2 separate regions of the Gossypium hirsutum genome follow, and region 2 is linked to region 1. A link is a contact called in public Hi-C data. All regions are on one chromosome and are shown on one strand. Each heading gives the region's core, a stretch centred on a gene start, on an enhancer-like site or on the middle of the called end of the contact. The rest is flanking DNA. Distances are from core to core; before and after follow the strand shown.

Region 1 (4,128 bases), core at 103-2,602:
ATATTTTTCACGTCATTTACAAATTGATATTTAATGCTTAAATTGAAAGTTAAGCTGAGGGAGTAATCTAATTAATACAATTAGGGTTGAAAAAAAACACTTATCAAATCAAGAAACTGAGTTGAACCGGCAATTTGATTCGGGTTTTTTTATAGTTTAGTTCAGTTCTGATTAGATGTTTTCATTGAACCACATCAATACAGTTAGGTTTCGGTTCATTCCATTAGATACCGAAAAGTAAAAAAAAGTTCAAAATTTTTAAAAAGAAACCCAAATTTTTTTGAGCATATAATCTCAATATATAAATATATTTAAAAACCAAAACAAAACTCATTGCTTCTAAAAGCTAAATATAGTTTTTATTATGCTTTTACATATTCTATAATTAAATGAAAAATGAAAAATAAACCCTAAATCTAATTTCAAATTCATCCTCTTACGAATGCATTGGTTATTTATTATTGTTGTTAAAACTTTTAAAATTTAGATTATCATTATTAACATTTTCAAGTTGGGGGCTTTTTTGCTATCATTACACACCAAGAGTTATAAATACAAATAATTCAATGAAGGTTGAATGTGATTAAATCAAAGCTTAATTGGATTTTTAATAAAGATTTTACAAATTATTTTATTAATAAATATATTAATTGAGACTTTATGTATAATTAAAAAAATAAAATTACCAAATAATATCTAAAAATCATAAAATAAAGATAATTTAATTTAATTAAAATTAAAAAGTTTAAATCCAAAAACAATTTTATCCGAATAAAATTCAAAAGCTCAAAGCACAAAAATAATATGAAAACCAAAATCCGATTTAGGCTTAGTTTGGATGGGCGGTGTGTTTAGCTTCGGTGGGGTTAAAAACAGCGGTGGCTGTGAGATTAGTTACTGTAGTAGTGAGATTGGATACTGTAACGGTGAGATTAGAAACAGCGGTGGAGTGTGTATTTGGATTCAAACGTAATTTGACATTAGATTATAATTGATATATATCAAAAGTTTTTAAAATTATTTTACTTTTATAAAATTATTAAAATATGTGAATTTATAAATTCATTTAATAAAATATTAAAATGTATCTTTTAATATTCTATTTATTATCCTATAAATTAACATATTTGTATTTATTTAAATAATAGTTATAACATTAAAACAGCTTAATTGTCTTATTTTCACACCCATATGAAAAATAAAGTGGTAAAAATATTACCCACTGATGTTTCTTTTTGTTTACTGGTGCTTGACCCTTCAGTCCAAAATTTTCTCACCAGTGCGTTGAATGATTTTCACTGGCCAAATTTGGATGCTATCTAAACAGGTATATGTGGTGCGATTGCACCAAAATCAATGATAAACGTGCTTCACTATAGTAACTAGGCATCCAAAGGAGCCCTGTAATAATCAATTTCTTATTACCACCGATTTCTTATAAACCGATCTCACCCCTCAATAAAATATTGATTCTTTGCGAACATTTTTTAATTTAGGGATGAATTTAGAATCGGAAATAGTTTGTGTATATTGAAATTACTATTGTCCCCTTCAAAGGCGATAACCCCTTTTCGTCGTCTCAAAAACCCTAACCTGAAAAGGTCGCTCTTTTGCTTCACTATTGACAGTGAACAAAAAATGGCTTCACAAATGGCGATCTTGACCCGAACACGAATCCTACTCCGAGTAAGCCAAGCCAAATCCATTTCCAGCTTCCCTTTCCTCTCTCAAGAACCCCAACTTGCCGAGTCAGCCCACACGGCTGAAACTCAAACCACCCCTCTCCCTCCCAACCCAGCCTCCGGCAGCCCCCTCTACCACGAGAACTGGCGAGACCCAAACGCAGCCAGAAAAACAACCTCCCTAGCGCAATCCCTTATTCCCCTCGGCTTCCTCAGCCAAACTCCTGGCCAACGGATTCAATACCTCTCCCAAATCCTTGATGCTCCTGCTTTAATGAACCATTTTGCCGATTTGATGACTCAGCAACGATGGACCGACGTGAAAGAACTATTTGAGTTCTGGGTTCGATCGCTGGATAAGAATGGGAAGCCCAATAAGCCCGATGTGAATCTTTATAATCATTATTTGAGGGCTAATTTTATGATCGGAGCATCGGCAGGTGATTTGCTTGATTTGGTGGCGCAAATGGACGAGTTTGCCATTGTTCCCAATACAGCGGCCTTTAATTTCGTTTTAAAGGCTATGAAGCAAGCTAAGGAAACTGAAGCTGCTGAGAAGCTGCTTGAACGGTTAGTTATAGTAGCACTATGCTCCCCCCCCCCCAATTTCTCTCTTTTAAATCCCTATGTTTTTTTTTTGGGTGTTTTGGATAATTGTAGGTTGCCTTTTGCTTGAAAGTTCCATAAATATTTGAGTTAATAAATGAGAAGAGATATAACTAAAAATGTTTCTAATTTGCTGCTAAAGTTTGTTTCTTTGCATTTCGTAGCAGTGAGCTTAGATTAATCTATAAGTTAATTTTGTTTCTTTTTTTGTAATTGTATTGAGAGTTTGGATTTTTTTTATTTAAAATGATATATATAATATTTTTTTTGTTACAATCACTTCTGCGATACTATTGGACTTGGGGTTGTGTGGTCGTGGATATATATTTCCTTTTAAATTTTAAAGACCTTTTTTTCATCAGTTTGCTTTCAATAAGGATGTGCATTCATTTTTCTAGTAGGAATTCAATAGCATCAGTAATACACTGCTTTAGCATGTTTATCTTTGGAATTGTTTTCTAAAATATTGGTGATATTCACCTTCAATCTATTCCTATCAGGATGCTGCAAGGTGGAACAGAATCTCTGCCTGACGATGAGACTTATGATTTGGTTATTGGAATGCTGTTTGAGGCACAACAGTTTGAAGCAGCCTTGAATCATATTGATATGGCCTTAAAATCTGGATATAAGTTGTCCATGCAAGTTTTTACAGAATGTGTGGCATGCTGTGTTAAACAAGGCCGGCTTGATGAATTGGCCACTGTCATTGAGATGTGCAAGGTATATGACTCATGTTGTTTGGTAATGATATTGTTTTGATTCGGAGGTAGCCTTTGCTCGGTGTTTGATTATTTAACTTTGTTCTCATGACTCTTATCAGACAACAGATCAGAATAGAGCTCTTTATCCAAATTGGACTTTGTGCAACTATCTTGCAGAAGTTGCAATGCAAGCGGATAACAGCAAGCTAGCATTTTATGCCTTGGAATTTATGGCCAAATGGATTGCTCGGGGTGAAAATGCAAGGCCGCCTTTCTTGCTTTCTGTAGATCAAGGATTAATTGTCTCAGCACTTGCAACTGCGGGTAGGACATACAGTTCAAAACTGTTGGATGTGTCCTGGGCAATCCTACGGCGTTCATTGCGTCAAAAGAAGGTGCCCAATCCTGAATCTTTCCTTGGGAAGATTTATGCATATGCATCATTGGGGAATCTGCAGAAAGCTTTTGGCACGTTGCATGAGTTTGAGGCTGCTCATGGCAAGTCCAGTAACGAAGCAGAAGACCTGTTCTCACCTTTCACCTCTTTATATCCCTTGGTTGTGGCTTGCTCCAAGAATGGTTTTGAGACTTTGGATTCAGTATGTCCTGTTACACTTTGATATTCCTTTGAATCATCTATTATTTAATGTTATCGACGATTGCTATATTTCTCAAGAGAAGGGTATTAGTATGTGAAATATCACCATGCATGCATGTTGCCTTTTAAATTAGAATGAATCCAATTTAGAAATATTAGTGATGAATAAATTTCAAAGAAATTCCTTAAGCTGCTCAATAACCATTTGATGCTTATTGAGCATTTTAATGAAGCCTTTTAGACCACTTGTCTTTGTGTTTAGAACTGTGAAATATGTTTAAAATAAAATTATTTTTGCTGCATCATTCTATTCTTGGAATGCATTCATTGATGGCTGCATGCCCTGGCAATTATATTAGAATTTGCATCTGTAGGCCACTTTATCAGAATTTAGCACTTACGTCCTTGTAACTACAATTTTGTGTGAGAGAAATCTTTTCTTTCCTTTTTTTCTCTCTTTTGGGGAAATAAAGGCTTTTCAAGTTTGCTGTTATGGTATTCAATTCATCATTGCTTGTTTAAAATTTTTCATAAACCT
Region 2 (4,446 bases), core at 1,675-4,174, 130 kb before region 1:
GATTTTGGCATGTTTAAAATTTTGATTTGAATGATTCAATGATGATATGTTTTGATAATATAAATGTGGTATCAATGAGGGTATATTGGTTAGGCACCTAAGATGATTGTTTTGACATATTTTGAGTGTGTTTGATCGTGTTTTGAATAGATTAAATGAATGGTTTTTGAGTTGTTGAATGCACAAGCAAATAGGAAATGGTAAACTTGTGGTTTAAGGCACAATTTAGGTCCACACGGCTAGCACATGGGCGTGCGAGGTCATTTCAAGGGTTACACGGCTTGGCACACGGGCGTATGGCTTGACCGTGTAACCCAAGTCAGTGAGTTACACGAGCACAAACACAGGCTAGAACACGGTCGTGTGTCTCTACTTCAAATGCTCACACGACCAGATACACGGGCATGTAAATTGACCGTGTGGCCCCTGCAGTTGAATTTTTCTAATTTTTCCTAAAATTTTCAAATGTTCCCGATTTAGTCCCGAAATACTTTTAAAGTGATTTTAAGGTCTTGAAGGCTCGATTAAAGGACGATATGCGTGTATAATATTGGATTATGCTATGTTCATTGAATGTTTTGAAAAGAATGATTATGTTACATTTATTTGATAATGCTCTATAACCCTATTCTGGCAATGAATATGGGTTAAGAGTGTTACACAACCGGTGGCTGAAGCGGACCAATCGGGCTATCATTAGCTTGGACCGAACACACAACAGCTGAACTGACTAGAGATGCCGTAAGGGTGTCGCACCTACGATGGCAGCACCAGGTATGATGCTGCCAGTGGTTGCGACGACAACATTCAGGTGGCTTGCGGATGGTCGAGATGATAGTTCTTCTATGGTTGAGCAATGGAAGACTTACACTCATACTGAGGCTCTACTAGATAATTTGATTTCAGATTAATAATTCCAAAAATGATATTATTTTAATAGTTTTAATATTAAATTAAAGTTAATATTTATCTTGATAATATTTTATTAATTTAATATTAAAGTGATTATATTAATATTAATATTTAATTTAATTTAATATTTATCTTGTAGATAAGTATTATATTAATTTAATATTAAGTTTAATCATAGTTAAACTCTCTAAACTCTCTAAACTCTCCCTATATAAATAGTCTTGTATCATTATTTTTCACACACTTGAATTTAAGAAAAAATTGTAGAGAGAAAATTCTCTGAAGAAATTATTTTAGAAGATTTCTAAATATATCTTTTTATTTACAACTTGGTCCAGAAGTGTAGAGAAATTCTAAAATTTCCCTACTGGTAATTTTATGAATTTTTTTGATTCAAAGCGAGCCCATACTCGGAGACGTGAGCTTGAGGATAGCGAAGAAGACTACTCGGTGGAAGCGTTCATCCTAAACGAATCGAAAATGTATATTTTTGACTAAGTGTTTATTACTTTAGATATCATAATAAAGTTCTAGTTTTAGAAAAAAAATTTAAAACTCTGATTTTCCTCAAATCTATTTTCCTCTGCGTTTTTCAAACTCGATTTTTCAACACATACCCCTCGAGCTGTAAGCTTTCTTACTCTTCCCACAGATCTTAATCAGCTTAACTTGTTCTTTTACTCCTTTTGAGATCTCAATTAGTGCCTTCGAACATTGACTTTGATACTAACTATTACGGGGCTAGAACTTTAGTCTCGTAAATCGTGTAGTCTTAGGCAATTTCTTTGCTTTGAATTTGCCTAAGTCAGCGTAACTCTCACAAAAGTGAGAATTCTCACAAAAATTCTCTAAGGGATCGAAAACAAAGCAGAAGCAACTTGAAAAAGAAAGAAGCCATGAACGAATAGAAAAACCAGAGAAAAATAGCTTGTACCAAGTGTTTGAGTAAATGCTCTCAGATATATTCAAAACTCTGAATGGAATGATTACAAATGAAGGGGGAAGTCTTTTTATAGTTGAGCTCCCTCAAAACCAATGGTACAGGTTGAGTTACATCGACGGTTAAGATTAGAGCTTATCTACAATTGAGAGCCCTAAGGAATTTAAACTCTATACAATTTTATCCCTTTAGGATTTACACTATTTACCCTGATAGCTCTAGTTTTACTGGAGCGTTTCACTAGGCCATCGAGGTTTCAAGTAAATGGGTTTCTCCATATGTCCCACGAGTTGGGTCAAATCAAGCGGGTTAAATGAGTCTCATTTTATCAATTAACCTCTATGGAACGCTCTTTGTATGATCATCACAAACTTTGATCCACAACTCGTGACACCTGAAGATACTTGAATGCTACGTATATATGAATGCTACTAAATTTTAGTCATGTTGAGCATATTTGTAATAATGAAGTTTAATAGGTAAGACATTGGTTTAATCAATTACTCTATAATACACATTTTTTCCTTTTCATATTTATGTCATGAATGTTTAAAAGTCTTATAAGGAATAATATGTTAACATAATATGTTCTTGACTTCTTGCATAAAATATTTTGGTTTGCTTTGAATAAGGGTTTAATCTAATTTGTGCACACCACTATCATGTGAAATGATTACTAATTCATCATTTAATAAACTTTTAAAATATAAAAAATGATAAATTGGAAAAAAACATATGTATCTAAAAAAAATAAATTATTACAAAAAAAATCTAGAATTTAAGTTAGAAAAATTGAAAACCCAAAAAAGTTATCTCTTTTTTTAAAATAAATTGCAAAAAAATAGATAAATATAAATTTTATAAAAAATTTTATACTTAAATATGGGTGAAATTCTTCAAGTTGACAATGTAAAAGATAATGATCATAAAAGCTTATAAGAAACTCTTTTTTTGTTTTTATTTGTTAGGGTTCATAGGAAAAATTAAATTCTTGCATTGAAAATATTATTAACTTGATCGTGAATGAAGTTTATAAAAATAAAAAATTTATTAAATTTGAAATTTTGAGTACATATAGGAAAGCAAAAGCGACTAAAATAGAACTGAAGAAAAAAAATCTAAAATATTAGCCGCACTAACAATGCAGACTTCTACGATACTTTCACAATATAATTGAAAAAAAAGAAAAGAAAATCTAAAACATCGAAGAACCCTATTTTTCCAGGTTAGCTATTCTATTTTACTGTCCTCTGATTTCTCGGCAGGCTTTCAACAGAAGGTGATCATATTCATTTTCTTTATGAAAATTTTTTTCGCTTCAATTTCTTTGAGATTTTATTTTATTTTTCAGTATTTTACCTCTTTATTTTGATTTCAATTATTTTTTTATATTTCAAGAATCTTCAATTATTTTGTATGTAATCATTTCTTTATCGGAGTTTAGCTTTAATTTATGACTGTTTGAATGTTCCAGTATTACTGACACTGGCTTGTGGTTTTTCATAATTTTACCTCTAATTGAAGGCAGGTATATTGTTAAAACTATATAATCAGACTCATTGAAATTTTGAAGAAAAGAACAAACAAACATGGCTTCATGTCATTCCCTGCATCCTTTTAGTAATATTTCTTTAATAATGTTTTGGCTTTAGTATAATTTGGAGAGTTTTTAGTTTTTCCTTGCTTCTTCTGTCTTGGAAATTTGCATTTGATCAGAGCTTTACGTTTGCAGTTTCGGTGTTGTGTAGTAACCAATTTGGTAGGAGATTCAGAGGAAGAAGGGTGATCTTTCATAATTAGTAGTAAGTTTATGTTTTTATTGAATGGCACTAGCTTTGCATTGGCGCCCTGGTTCTTGTTCTCGTTCACAATTGATTTTAGTAAAAATATCATAGCTTGCTTCTGTTTCTCTACATCTTTAACTTCTATTTCTTTAAAGCTATAAGCTTGCTTGCCGTAAACCCTAAAATGATGTACTCCTTTAATCGGATTGCCAAATCCATCACAAAGCCAGTGATGTACAAAATTCACTCGAAATTTGGTAAACCCCACTTGAATCTGACTACCCTTTTCAAAACTCTCTCCACTAAACCTCCTCAAAATGGCAAAGATGACTCTTGGAACGATGCCTGGGAAACAGCTTGGCTCCCTGATGACATTTCTCCCAAGAACAGAGCTCCTTGGGAAGCTGATGTTAACTTCCCTTCTAATGAAGAATCAGCAAAAATGGCGCTTTCGTCGGACGTACATGCTGAAACCAAGGCATTTGTCGAAGACATGAATGAGAATTGGAATGAGAGACGAAAGTCACCTAAGCAGAAGCAGAAAGAGGAAGCAGAAAAGGAGGGGAAAGGGGAGGGTGGTGGATTGTATAGTTTGGAGCACATAAAGAAAGATTATAGGTTGAAGAAGCAGAGAATCCATGCTGGGTTGTGGATGAAGGAGATTGACAAATTGGAAGAAGCTCAATTGGGAGATTCTGCCAATGATATTGATAGATTGCTTGATAGCTGCTCTGAGTATGTCTTTTCTTTTATACACTTTGTTTCCTTGCTATGTTGGTTTAATGTGATATTTTGGAAGGGTTTTTGGTT

The links. A called contact is a pair of places that touch in the nucleus more often than the background predicts.
Region 2: a Hi-C map of petal shows a contact between it and region 1, with 4 times the contacts expected there. The contact joins the promoter of LOC107910144 here to the promoter of LOC107910139 in region 1. A contact is called at or near these places in 10 of 34 Hi-C or Micro-C datasets (anther, fibers, hypocotyl and 2 more).

The regions. Positions count from the first base shown.
Region 1 is chrD02:46,311,909-46,316,036 of Gossypium_hirsutum_v2.1, reverse strand. It overlaps LOC107910139 (pentatricopeptide repeat-containing protein At1g26460, mitochondrial), which reads left to right and starts at 1,352. Exons shown (of 7, transcript XM_016837908.2): 1 at 1,352-2,252; 2 at 2,789-3,011; 3 at 3,112-3,591. The coding sequence starts at 1,639.
Region 2 is chrD02:46,445,309-46,449,754 of Gossypium_hirsutum_v2.1, reverse strand. It overlaps LOC107910144 (protein GAMETE CELL DEFECTIVE 1, mitochondrial), which reads left to right and starts at 2,924. Exons shown (of 5, transcript XM_041088591.1): 1 at 2,924-3,077; 2 at 3,585-4,371. The coding sequence starts at 3,821.